Linked DNA regions of Callithrix jacchus: region 1 is linked to region 2. A link is a contact called in public Hi-C data. All regions are on one chromosome and are shown on one strand. Each heading gives the region's core, a stretch centred on a gene start, on an enhancer-like site or on the middle of the called end of the contact. The rest is flanking DNA. Distances are from core to core; before and after follow the strand shown.

The links. A called contact is a pair of places that touch in the nucleus more often than the background predicts.
Region 1: a contact with region 2 is called in a Hi-C map of skeletal muscle, with 8 times the contacts expected there. The contact joins two enhancer-like sites. A contact is called at or near these places in 3 of 3 Hi-C or Micro-C datasets (induced pluripotent stem cells and skeletal muscle).

What each region holds. Positions count from the first base shown.
Region 1 is chr9:19,882,973-19,889,280 of calJac240_pri, forward strand. No RefSeq gene overlaps it. Among named protein-coding and RNA genes, the nearest start is that of PLEKHG6, 32 kb to the right of the region's middle. Within about 2 kb of position 3,444, at least 9 of the 16 cell types and tissues checked have an H3K27ac peak or open chromatin away from gene starts, as enhancers often do.
Region 2 is chr9:19,678,158-19,685,176 of calJac240_pri, forward strand. It overlaps VWF (von Willebrand factor), which reads right to left. Exons shown (of 52, transcript XM_009003456.5): 10 at 6,567-6,613; 11 at 53-189. Among named protein-coding and RNA genes, the nearest start is that of VWF, 55 kb to the right of the region's middle. Within about 2 kb of position 1,739, at least 4 of the 16 cell types and tissues checked have an H3K27ac peak or open chromatin away from gene starts, as enhancers often do.

The DNA.
Region 1 (6,308 bases), core at 2,194-4,693, 210 kb after region 2:
CACTCCAGCCTGTGCAACAGGGCGACACTCTGTTTCAAAAAAATAGTAATCAATGCTATGAAGCTGGGAGATACCAGACCAAATGTTTACTCCAGGGTGGAATGCAATACTGAAAGACAAGGAGAAACACCTTGCCCCAGAAGAGGGGAAATGCAATCCCTCCCTCCAGCTCACACAGGGAGGCAGACAGACGTGAGAGCTCACGAGAGCCCCCAGGCTGCCAGTATGGCTGCTCGGAGCCCTCAGAGCTTGAGTCCAACTCCAGGAGAAAAGCTCAGAGGAGGGGCCACTCTGCCCAGAACCTGTGAGTAATGAACCCCACTGGGAGGGGGGGAATACTGGTACCTGGTAAGGAGACAAATCCAGTAAACTGAGGCAGGGGCCAGCAGAGGCTGAGAAGGGACAAGACTCCGAAAGCAGCACTCACCTCTAACTTCTAACTCCAAAAGCGCCTTGGTGGGAAAATCCTGGGCACTCTTTACCAGTGAGAAGAAAGGAAGTCCACCCTGAAGGCTGCAAACACAGCTGCTCAGGAAAACGCAGGAGTCGTTTCTTCCAAGTACAGGTTCCTAGGCCACCTCCACCTAGCTCGCTGAAATCCTGATGCCCAGGCAGAAGCGCCGATCTACCCAATCGGAATCTCTCGGGAGGGCTCAGGCAAGACCATTCCCTTTAAGTCCACTGTATCCACGTGCAGTCAAGGTGCAGAACCAGTGCTCTCAAAGGGGCTGGGGAATCTGCGTGTTGAATGTGTCTTAAGACATTCTAATGAACCCCAAGTCAGCCCCACTCTGCTCACAGGTATTTGGGAAACCTTGCTAAAGGTAATTCACCCAAAGCAGCAAGTGTCACCTACAAAACCAGAAAGGGGAACAGTGGGAGCCAGAAGCCAGGTTCTGGGGCCCTAGGGAGAGCTAACAAGGAGAAAAGCGTGGCCAGAGATTCTCTTCTGGCCCTTTGGCACCTGGGGACAACTAGAAAGCTTGGTCCTCTGGGGACAGGAGCAGAGCTAGCAAGGGCAGCAGATTTCCATAAGGAAAGTGGCTCCTCCTCCCAGGGCTGAGTTTAACACTTTGATCTCCAGACACTGTGAAGGGCCAAACCTAGGATAGTAAGTATGTTTTTTTTTTTTTTCTTGAGATGGAGCTTCGCTCTTGTTACCCAGGCTGGAGTGCAATGGCGCGATCTCGGCTCACCGCAACCTCCGCCTCCTGGGTTCAAGGAATTCTCCTACTTCAGCCTCCCGAGTAGCTGGGACTACAGGCGCGTGCCACCACGCCCAGCTAATTTTTGTATTTTTAGTAGAGACGGTGTTTCACTTTGTTGACCAGGATCGTCTCGATCTCTTGACCTCGTGATCCACCCGCCTCGGCCTCCCAAAGTGCTGGGATTAGCCGTGAGCCGAGCCCAGCCGAGAGTAAGTATGTTAACAGACTCCACCAATATCTGAACACGGCCCCTAAAGTTAGGGAGTCAGGGGTTAACTCCTGCCCGTATTTCCTAGCTGTGTGCTCTTGCAAAAGTTACCTCGCTTCTCTGAGCTTCTGTTTCCTCAGCTACCATATGGAGATGAATAACAGGACTTATGGCCTTGTGTGGTTGTGAAAATCAAATGAGATCATTAATACCCGAGGAGCCCTTGGAACAATACCGGGCACACATAGAGATTAGCTGGCAGGCCGGGCACGGTGGCTCACACCTGTAATCCCAGCACTTTGGGAGGCCAAGGCGGGTGGATCACGAGGTCAAGAGATCGAGACCATCCTGGTCAATCTCCAGGATGAAACCCTCTGGTGAAACCCTGTCTCTATTAAAGATACAAAAAATTAGCTGGGCATGGTGGCACGTGCCTGTAATCCCAGCTACTCGGGAGGCTGAGGCAGGAGAATTGCCTGAACCCAGGAGGCGGAGGTTGCGGTGAGCCGAGATCGCACCATTGCACTCCAGCCTGGGTAACAAGAGTGAAACTCCATCTCAAAAAAAAAAAAAAAATTAAAAAAAAAAAAGATTAGCTGGTAGGCATAGATATATAAATATGCATGTATGTTTATATAAATTTGCATATACAGATATAATTATATACCTTAAATTATACACATAAAATAATACAGTTGATTGAACAATACATGCGTCTGTTGAGGCACCAATCCTCAAGTAGTCAAAAATAATTTTTTTCTCTCTTTTTTTTTTTGACTTTTGAGACAAGAGTCTTGCTCTGTCACCCAGGCTGGAGTGCAGTGGCGCAATCTCGGCTCACTGCAACATCTGCCTCCTGGGTTCAAGTGATTCTCCTGCTTCAGCCTCCCGAGTAGCTGGGATTACAGGCATGCACCACCATGTTCAGCTAATTTTTGTATTTTTAGTAAAGATGGGGTTTCACCATGTTGGCCAGGCTGGTCCCGAACTCCTGACCTCGTGATCCGCCCGCCTTGGTCTCCCAATGTGCTGGCATTACAAGCGTGATCCACCACTCCCGGCCTCATAATTTTTTTTTTTTTCAATAACAGTGTTCTCGCTGCTGCCCAGTCGGGTCTTAGACTCTGGTACTCAAGCAATCCTCCAACCTCAGCCCTCTGCGTAGCTGGGACTACAGGTTCCCACACCTCAGTATAAGTTTTGACTCCCCCGAAACTTAACTACCAAGAAAGCGCCTACTGTTGACTGGAAGGCTTACAGATAACATAAACACTGGGTAAACGCGCATTTTCTGTTATGTGTATTATATACTGTATTCTTACAATAAGGGAAAGTAGAGAAAAGAACATGTTACTAGGAAATCACGAGAAACAGAAAGTATCTTTACTATTCATAAATGGCAGTAGATCGGCCACGAAGGCTGAGGAGGGAGAGGAGGGTTGGTCTTGCTGTCCCAGAGACGGCAGAAAATTCTGGAATAATCGTACTCTCGCAGTTGAAAGCCCTGATTGTTGCTCAGGGTGACCCGTATCTATAAAATGCAGTGTTAGCGCAGGGCTGACTACACGCCAGGCACTATTCTAGGCACTTTGCATGCACTTTGTGAGTGGGAGGCCCACCCACGCCCAGGAGTTCTGGGACTTGTGGAGAGTCCCTGCCCCCCTGGGCGGGATCTCCCAGGTGAGGCCGGTGGCCCAGGTTTGGCGAGGTTTCTGCAACTTTAACACACTAGGATTCTGAGCCAGGTCCTGTCAGGACACCTTCTTCAACCTGCCAAACGGTGACCCACCCAGGAGTCCCTATTTTTTCCTGATTTGCTCTGAGAAGAGGCAAAAATACCGGGGCGCACCCAAGGAACAGAGCGGGCTTTCTCCCCCTGCTTTTTGGCAGGGGGCACGATTCCCCCGCGGCGGCCGCCCACGGCCCGGCCTTGGCAGAGCTGTCCCTCGGATCCCGGCAGCGCCGGGGCGGGCCCCGAAACCCGCTCTGGAGGGAAGCCACGCCCGGCCCCGGGAAAGGCGCGATGGGAGGGCCCGCGGGACGCACCCGGCCCAGACCCGCGCGCCCTGCCTGTGATCTCCGGAGGCGCGGGACTCCTGGCGTCAGGGGAACCCTTGTGAGGGCGCAGGGAGGTGCACAGCCTGGGATTCCCGAGGGTCAGGGCGAGCCGGCGGCCAGGGCGCGGCCGGGCAGGGAAGCGAGCACGGAGGGGGCGCGGTAAACCCGGGGAGGCTGAATCATCCTCGAGCCGCCCTGACGCATCCGCATCCCGGCTGGCGGCCCCGGCCTGTCGCGCCCCCTCGCGGCCACTCGCGGACGTGCAGCCAGGGTGCCCCGCCCCGCCCCGCCCCGCCCCGCACGCGCCCTCCTCGGCTTTGAGCTCCGGCGAGAAGGCAGCAATCGGCGGCAACCCGGGAATCCAGGAAGGATAAGTGGGGCGCATTGGAGTATTTTTCCATCTTCTGGTAGTTAATGAGGTCTCGCTCTGTCGCCCAGGCTGGAGTGCAGTGGCGCGATCTGGGCTCACTGCAACCTCCACGTCCCAGGCTCAAGCAATCCTCCCACCTCAGCCTCCTGGGCAGCCGGAACCACAGGCGCGCACCACCCACCACATCCGGCTAATTGTTTCTTTTTTTTGTAGAGACCAGGTCTTCTGGTGTTGCCCAGGCTGGTCTCGAACTTCTGGCCTTAGCCCATCCCTCTCTCTCAGCTCCCAAACCACTGGGATTATAGGCATGAGCCACTGCCCCCACACCCACTTCTCCTTTTAAAAAATGAGTTTCTGGGCCCCCTCCTGGTATCCCAAGCCAAGGCCAAGTGGAGACTGGAAGCCGGGATAGCCCATCTACCCACCCAGCCCACAAGAGGAGAGACCGGAGATGCCCCTCTGTCTTGCTTTCCACCGCATCCCGACTTGTAAGCCCCTTTTGCCCACAGTAGCCCCTCAATAGAAATGTACGAGATGAATGGAGGGGTGAGAGCTCTGGAGGGCAAGGGAGAAGGAAGCAGCCAGAAATCCTTCCTCAATGGGGGGACTTCCTGCTCCACTGTCATCCTCATCGGACTAAGGTCCTGAATGTGAGTGCCTGGCAGATCCATGGCTGGCCCCAGCACCCTGACTGCAGCCCTCTGCCTGGGGCATTTCTCCTTCCCGGCGGGAGCGGGGTCCTGCAGTGGCAGCAAATTCACTGGCGTTGAACGGAGACTGGACTAACGAGGGTGCCCAGCACTTACCCGGTGCCACCTACCCCTGTGCTGGGCCTTTGACATGTAGTCCTGTATTTAATACACCTACCGTGGGGTGGGGAGGGGGGTGCTGCTACCTAAGGAATGGCATAAGGATCATTTGCGTATTCGTTATTTGGGCAACACATTCAATGAATTCCACCACGATGTGGGGAATGAGGGATTCTTCCCTGATTTCCAAGTCAGGGACAGGAAAAACACATGATTTGCTCAAGACCACACAGCCCCCGTCCTCAAACATCAAGTCCCAGCCTTTTCCCATTTCCCGCCACTGCCACTCCACCTTTCCCCACCCCTAAGCAGCAAGAGTGACTCACTCTCTGAACTCACTCCGCATCCCAATTCCAGCACCCCTGAGTAACTCTGCACCTTCTGACAGCTTTGCACCAACAGCAGACCTAAACAACCCCTCCTGCTGGGACGTGAACTCCTTATGTTTTTGCTCACCCCGTGTCTCCAGCTCCTAGCCTGGCCAGCTCCTGGGGCTCAATAGGTTTGCAGAGTGAATGAAACCCGTATCAAAGGACGCCAGGCAGTGCCTAACAGACCTCAAAAAGCCTGGGGGAGAGGGAAGTGAAGGAGGGTGGGTAGGGGTCAGTTCTACTCCTAAACCTCCCCAGAAAGAAAAGAGGTACTTCCTAGGGTTCCCTTCATGGCCTGTCTTCATGCCTCATATCCTATGCGGTCAGAAAGTGCTTCCTCAAATCTAGCCTTGATCTTATTATTCTCACATTCCCCACATACCTTAGGAGCAGGAAATGAGGTTGGTGTCCTTCTGGCTCCCCATGGCAGCTTCCAGAAGTTATGCCCCGCCCCCACCCCCCATCCTTCTGAACACCTTTTGAGAAGCAGGGCATGGAACGGTCTAGCGCCCTCTCCTCCTCACTGTCTTCTCTGGCCTCCTGCTCACCACTTCTTTTCCTGAAGGCTCAGCCCCGGCTCCTGTCTTGCTCTGCATCCCTTCCTCTCATTATTCCAGGCAGCCTCCACGTCTGCGTTGAGGACCCGTCCACCAGCAGCTATGCTTGTTCCTCCTCCTCTTCCTCTCTGATGGCCACTTCCTCCACCCCAGCCTCCCACTACTGGACCATACACTGACCTTGTCATCCACCTGAAACTGACCTACTCCGAGGACCTGCTCCATCCCCCTCTCTGTCCACCTGTCCCCCAAGGCCATCCCTCCTCTGGCTTCTCTTCTCACTTCAACCAGCAGAGAGTCAAGGGTTCCTCAGGAGAGCCACTCCTTTGCAAAAGTCCCCCATTCCCCTCCCTCTCTCTCCCTCCCATCAGTCTCCTGACAAAGCCTTGCTTTGAACCGCTCCAGGCCACACCAACAGCACCCAGCGTTGGTGGAGGAAACACAGCGAGCGACCTGAGCAGATGACAGCACTTTAACTTCTTGCTCACCAACCTCCAGTGGGCTCCCAATGGCACCAACAGACCCAAGATGTTTGTGAAGTCAGTTCTCGCCCACTCTCCACCGTGGCCACCACGCAGTCTCCATCAGCCTAGAACTCTCCCCGCAACCTCACCCCTGATTTCACCTGACACACCTCTCCCTTTGCAGGGAATGGAGCATCATCAGACAAAACCTTTCTTAACTTCCCAAGGCCAAATTCACCACTTACATGAGCCCCTGCCTCCTA
Region 2 (7,019 bases), core at 489-2,988:
TATGCAGCACCCTGGGCTGCCCCCCGACCAGCGCCAGCCTGGCAAAGCTCACCTGCACTGTCTCAATGACAATGGAGAAGGAGTGGTCCTGGCAATCCCGGGCCAGCAGGTACTGGCAGATCCCACTGAAGGTGAAGTATTTGTTGTCGAAGCTCTTGAAGTGGGATTGACCTGTGACCAGGCACTCCCCTGGAGAGACACAGAGGAAGGGAGAAGAATGGAAGGTGAGGGGACGTCCCCTAGGGTGGCCAAGGTGGAATGCATATGCAAGCAGGGCACCCTCTCCCCAAAACTGCATGGATGTCCTTTTACCACACCAGTCTAAATACGAATTCTACACGAGGACTCAGCTCCTGCTCCTAAAACTGCAAGATGTCAGAGCTGGGGCATTCAGGTCAAGGCTTCCTTTTACAGATGGGGCAACTAAGGAAGGTGACAGAGCCACACTCAGTCAGTGGTGGAGCCACGCGGGAACCCACGCTTCTGCTTCTGGGCTCCCTGCAGCCTCCCCTCCTCCCTCGCAGCCCACTGGCCTGGGTTTCATGCTTCCCACAGGCATCATTGCCGCGCCAGCCTCAGACTGGTGCCAGCGGAGTGCCCTGCCAGGGGGATGCTGCCCAATAGCACGGGGTTCTCTGAACCTGAGTGTGGAGGGACTCTGGGACACAATGCCACCCCTTGAGAGTCCCTGCAGGCCAGGGTCAGAGTAGGCAGCCCAGAGACAGGATGAGGTGGGAGAGCAGTGAAAATGGGGACTCCATTCTCCTCCCCAGCAGAGGGGCGACTCTGAGGCCATTGCTTTCTGTGTCCTCAGAGGGCCAGGCCCACACTGTGACTCCAGTCAGGACCAATGGGGAACCAGGAGGCCATCTGCCCATGATCTCACCACCACCCAGGCAGTGCTGACCTCGACGGGGCCAGCTTCCCAGCCCAGGCTGACACATCTGTGGGTGGGGACTAGGACTCCCCTTCATCACCCTGCAACTCAAAACCCTCAACTGTCCCCACGCTAATTCCTACTCCGCCTCTCCCAGGCCCTAGCCTAGGCCCCATACTTCTGGCCTGATGTACCTCCAACCTGAGATCACACAGCCTGGACGGTGTCCTGGCAGGGGGAGGCCTCTGCCAATGGCTCCAGTGATTCTCCATCAACCTGCCCTGGCTTGAGGCAATCCCATCTTTAGGGCCAAACAGGGACCCATGAAAGCTGAAAAGGGCATCGGATCCCTTCCCCACCTCCCCTATCTATTTCCTACACCTGCTCTCATCTTTGCTACCTACTCCACAGAAAAAGAAATATGGATATATATAAACCATTGCCATTTGGTAAAGGAGGAAGACTCTGCCCACCCAGCCACACTAGGGGGCGTGTGTGAGTTCCTTTCTCTAAGGACTGAAGCAAAGATGAGGATAAATAGAGTGTACAGGGCTTCCCCGGGGGCCCTCACAATGGCGGAGGCGTGGCTCTCCATGGCACTACCCCAGCCTCCACCTGAGTTTCCCCCTTCAGGGAACAGATGCTAGACCAATGCTAGAGAGAGAAACCTAAGAGGGTCCTACAGGCAGTCGCATGTGGGCCCAGCTCCCGGGCTGATGCTAGGCCCTGTCACACAGCCAAGGGGTCCCCAAAAGGCACGGAGAGATTCTAGCTGTCCGTCTGTCAAGGACAAGCTCCACAGGCCCCCACTGCCTGGCACTTCATACCCGCATGTGCGCTGACAGGCCCGGCCAGGGGCCAGGCTAGACTGTGTAGGCTTGGACCGAGGCGTGGGCCTGTCTTTGGGATGTGTGTGAAGGCAGGACTAAGGATGAGTGCCCCAGGATGCACATGTCCCTCTGCCTGGTCCCCGGTGCAGCACACCCCCTCCAGGAGGGCACATCTAGCCCAGCAGAAATTAGGAGAATGTGGAGAGGCCCCAGATCACTCCCTTCAGCATGAGCCACCTTCCCCATTGCCCTCTCGAGAAGGGTGACAGTGAGGGGTGACTGTTCATGGAGGTCAGAGCAGAACAGGCCACAAGAGAGGGGCTGGGATCATCCCATCCCATTTTGGTTGTGCTGGAATTTCAGGTCCAGTGAGGTCTCGGGAAAGCCTTCTTGAACGGACCATTTTTCAGAAAGTATCGTCATTCTACAAACAGCGTAAGATGGTCATTTGTGTCAAATGTCTTGGACACAGTGCAGTAAAAATGGGTGTGAATTCTTCCCCCAACCTTTCCCTGTTTTCTCAAGAGCACTCTTATCTAAGCAAGCAAACTGACTTCTGCTATATCTAACAATACCCAGGAAAAGAAGGGTCAATGAGAAACATGCAAATATTCGAAAGGAAAACTTTCAGGACCAGCATCTAATCCTCTCATCTCGTTTCCTTCGCTGACCCTCACTGACTTGTGTTCCCAGCTTTCTCGGGAATCAGAAGTCTAAATATTGTATTTAGCTTATCTCCTCGGTACAATTGAGGAACAGAGCCACAAACACAGGAAAACGGATGGGTGAGCTGCCAGGTAGGAGTTAGCCACGGGAGCCAGAATGTCAGCCAGAACTATGGGCCACGCAGCCAGGCTCACCCATCCTCTGCCCAGGATGGGACACTTGGAAATTCCCTATCAGTCAGCAACAGGCGGCCCCCGATGAACAGCGGGCCCACCACTACACAGAGATGGGCACTAAAAGTTTGGTGAACGAATGAAAGGCAGGTGATTCCTAAAATAGCATTAAAAAACATCTGGAAGTTAACGCAGATCCACTTCTATGTAAATAAAGATCCTCCATCATGAAAACACAAAAGGGAATCTCTCATCTGGTGGAAGTGCATTACCGCTTCTGAACAAACCCTTTAGTCTGCAGTAGTGAGCCCCAGATGCCACTGCTCTGCTCAGGGCCATTTGTTTCCCCAGCCTCACAACCCTTCACCTCCCAAAGCCTTCCCTGCAGAAATGCCAACCCTCCGGCCTTTAGCAAAGCGACTCAGACTTCCACCAGACGCAAATTGTCACCAAAGCCTGCAACATAATCTCTACCAAATGTGCAAGATGTATTTCCTTTTTCTTCTTCTTTTTTTTTTTTCCTGAGACAGAGTCTCACTCTGTCGCTGAGGCTGGAGTGCAGTGGTGCCATCTCGGCTCACTGAAGCCTCTGCCTTCGGCCTCTCGTGATTCTCCTGCCTCAGCTTCCCGAGTAACTGAGATTGCAGGCGTGCACCACCGTGCCCAGCTAACTTTTGTGGGGGTGGTAAGTATGGGCAGGGTTTCAGCTTGTTGGCCAGGTTAGTCTCAAACTTCTGACTTCAAATCATTCACCTGCCTTGGCCTTCCAAAGCTCTGGGATTACCGGTGCAGGCTGCCGTACCTGCCAAAGTTGCATTTTGGTTTTTTCTTCCTCCTCCTCCTCTTCTTCTTCTTCTTGTTCTGTTTGTTTTGCAACAAGGTCTCACTGTCTCCCAGGCTGCAGTGTAATGGTGCCATCACAGTTCATTGCAGCCTCAATCTCCCAGGCTCAAGTGATCCTCCCATCTCAACCTCCCAAGTGCCTGGGACTACAGACACACACCGCTACACCTGGCTAATGTTTCCAAGTTTTGCAGACATGGGGTTTCACCATGTTGCCCAGGCTGGTATCCAACTCCCGGGCTCAAGCAATCTGTCCACTCAGCCTCCCAAAGGGCTGGGATTACAGGTGTGAGCCACAGTGCCTGGTATTAGATGCATTTCCAAGTGCTCTGTGGAAGCCATCTCATTGATTGCTCCTATGAGGGGCTCATTATTATTCCCAGTTTACAGATGAGGAAACTCAAGCATAGAGAAGTTCGTCCAAGTTCCCAAAGAAGCCAAACAGGGATGTGAATACAGGCAGTCCGTCAGGCTGCAGAGCCCAAAGCCCTTGATGCCATCTGAAATGGCCTCGTGGCTTGGCTCCTGCAGTCTCATAAACTCGATTTCTTTATGGCCAAGCCTAATGTCATTCTAATCCCGGGGACATCCCAAGGGGCATAGGGACAACTGGGTCTCCGAACATGGAGACCGGGGGAAGAAAGCCTCATCTATGAAACATGATGCCCTGGCCTGGCCTGAAAGGGGTCTGACGGGACTCTAGAAACCCCAGCAGAAGCGAACAGGCCACTGGAGACTTTCTGTGAACTCGAGGAGTCAGAAACCCCAGGCAAGCACGGGCCCCTCAGAACGCATCTTCCTGTGCCAGACGCATCTGCTCTGATAACTCATTGATGTCTCTGTTAGCCTGGGATGTGGGGTGTATCTTTCTTCCTGGAGGCTTCAGAACAAACTGACCTTGATTCCCAAGGTCAAATTATTAGGCTGTGTTAGAATTCATCAGAAATTATCTTTTTTTTTTTTTTTGAGATGGAGTCTCACTCTGTTGCCCAGGCTGGAGTGCAGTGGCACGATCTCAGCTCACTGCAACCTCCACCTCCTGGGTTCAAGCAATTCTTCTGCCTCAGCCTCCTGAGTAGCTGAGATTATAGGCATGCACCCCCACACCCAGCTAATTTTTGTATTTTTAGTAGAGATGGGGTTTCGCTGTGTTGGCCAGGTTGGTCTTGAACTCCTGGCCTCAAATGATCCGCCTGCCTTGGCCTCCCAAAATGCTGAGATTACAGGCAGAAGCCACCACAGGTGACCCATTTCTCCAGGGCCTGCAGAGAAGCTCTGGCTTGCTCCTCGCTTTACAAGCAAAGCCAAGCATATCCTCTTCCAGAAACTTCCTACCTACTCTTTCCATCAGCAGCTCGATCTGCAGTCATCACACTGGGAACATCAGACAGCCCCATTGCCTGCTGAGTCATGGCAGGGTGTGGAAATACGCTCATGTGCAGGGGTGCAAATGGGTAAGAAGGCAATGATTAACAAAACTCCCAAACTCAAAGAAGACGGTCAGAGCCAAGGCTTTGAGAATGTAGGAAGAGCTTCGTAGTTTTGTTGGTAAAATATCAAACCATTCAGTGGACAGAATTGAAACCGTTTATCTTTTCATCAAGTCATCAAGAGAACGACTTACATCCTCAGCAAAGTTAGATTCTAATCAAAGTTAGAAATCTAGATTTCGATTTGAAGATCAGGGGATTGTGCTGTCTGCCCCAGAAAACAGTCCATGAGTGTTCAAATAGTACTTGGATGAATGGACAGTTGGAAGGATGATGGATGGAAGACCCATCCTACATCCTACAGTAAGTAGCTGTTAAGACTCCATAACTGGGGAAGACGTCCTCAATCTGGCGGTTACAGATGTCTAAAAACACACACACACAATAAACTGAATTCCTAATTCCATCCGCTGGGGCTCACAGATCTCAAACAATGAATGCTTCTTATTTAGATGTTCAAAGTGTTTTCAGGTTAATTGCAGCAACTCATATGTCTTCCAAAGAGCCCCTTTAGTCTTTCACATGGTGTAGTCATGTTAAATGGAACACAAATATCACTTTCAAAAGCAATGTTTTCTCCTTCACGCTTTCTTCAAGGGTTGCACAAAAAGTAACCTGGCTGGGTAGGCATCTCTTTGCTAGACTAATTGATCTAGCCCACATCTAGTTCTAGAATTTTCCCAGTGTAGAGGGCACTGGCTAAGGCCCTGAGTGATCCTAAAGCCTTTTATTCACAAACCCTGAATTCAATCCCAGGTATCCAAGCTCAGCCCACTTCAGGCCACCAAAGGTCAGGACAAGGAAGGGGAAGAAAGGGAAGGGAAAAAGCAAGAAGTCAGGCCGTTGTGAGTTCAAGTCATGGCTCTGCCCAGGTCACCTACCTGGACCTCATAGCAGCCGTGTGACTTTGGGCAAGTGATTTAACCTCTCCAGGTCTGTTTCGGCTTTCATAAAAAGAGAACAAATCGCACCTGCCTCACAGGTTGTAACCGGAACGTGTCTAGCGCGGTGGCCAGCACATAGAAAACAGCATGTGAGTGACACAGAGGGCAAGGTCCTCGGTCCTCGGAAGGTGGGGCAGAAGGGAGCTTTGAATGAGCAAGGTTTCCAGTAAACAGAACAGAGTTGGGGCCAAACAGAGGAGAAAGCAAATGGCAGAGATTGCTCAACAATTTTTCCTAAGCAGATTTTCCGGGGCAGGGACAGGATGGGAGGAATCATTTGGTGACCTGGTTTCCCTAGCTCTTGGACCATGCCATGGTCTTCATATCGGGCATTCTGGAAAATTCCATTAGAACTCTACCTTCAAGACTAAAGAATTACCAGGCCTTCTACCTCTTAATTTTCCAAAGAATTTGTATCCTCTTTGTTTAATCAGTCACGACCATAGAGGCCTTACAGCTCATCAACCTTAATCCTTTCAGCAAACAGGTGATGAGGACAGACAGTAACACCTGGTCCCAGGTGCTCCCCTTTCAGCTGTTGCCAGGCTCCCCGCCTCTGGCCTGTGAATGGGTTAGCACAGCTGGTACCTGAAACCAGAGCTGGGGTCAGGTGGTTGCATCCAACAGTGCAGAGAGGACAACTTCTCGCTGCCTTGATGTATGACCCTCCCTGTCCGGTAAGAGAGGAGGAGACGCCTCCCCATTCAGAGGAGGAGGAAGAGAATGGGCATCAGGTCACCTACCCGGACAGTCTTCGTTGCTGCAGACCCACTGGCTGTTTCGGCAGATGCTGTTGGGAAAAAAGCACAGGTCATGGAGGCTCTGTGAACACAAGGTATGCAAATGAAGTTAGGGCTCACGGTAGTTATCACAGTCCCCAGACGACGGGATGAGCGAGAAGAAAGGAGCCGGTGCTAGCAGAATCCTCATAGGGCTAACACGGTACAGGAAAGGAATTTGGCCACAGAAGGATCTTACCTTTGTGGATTTTCCCCAGGGGAAGAAACCCCAACAGAGAAAAAGAAGAAGAAAAAGGAAACTACCTGATGACCCTGAAAATCTACTCAGATACCGAGAAGTCAAATTCCTACCCCACACACAGTGAGTGGCAAAGACCAAGGGGGGCAAGGAAAGGGGCAGTTCCCAGACAGAGGTGCGGTGGGCAGCGGCCGACTGAGAGCCTGGGGGCTCACGGG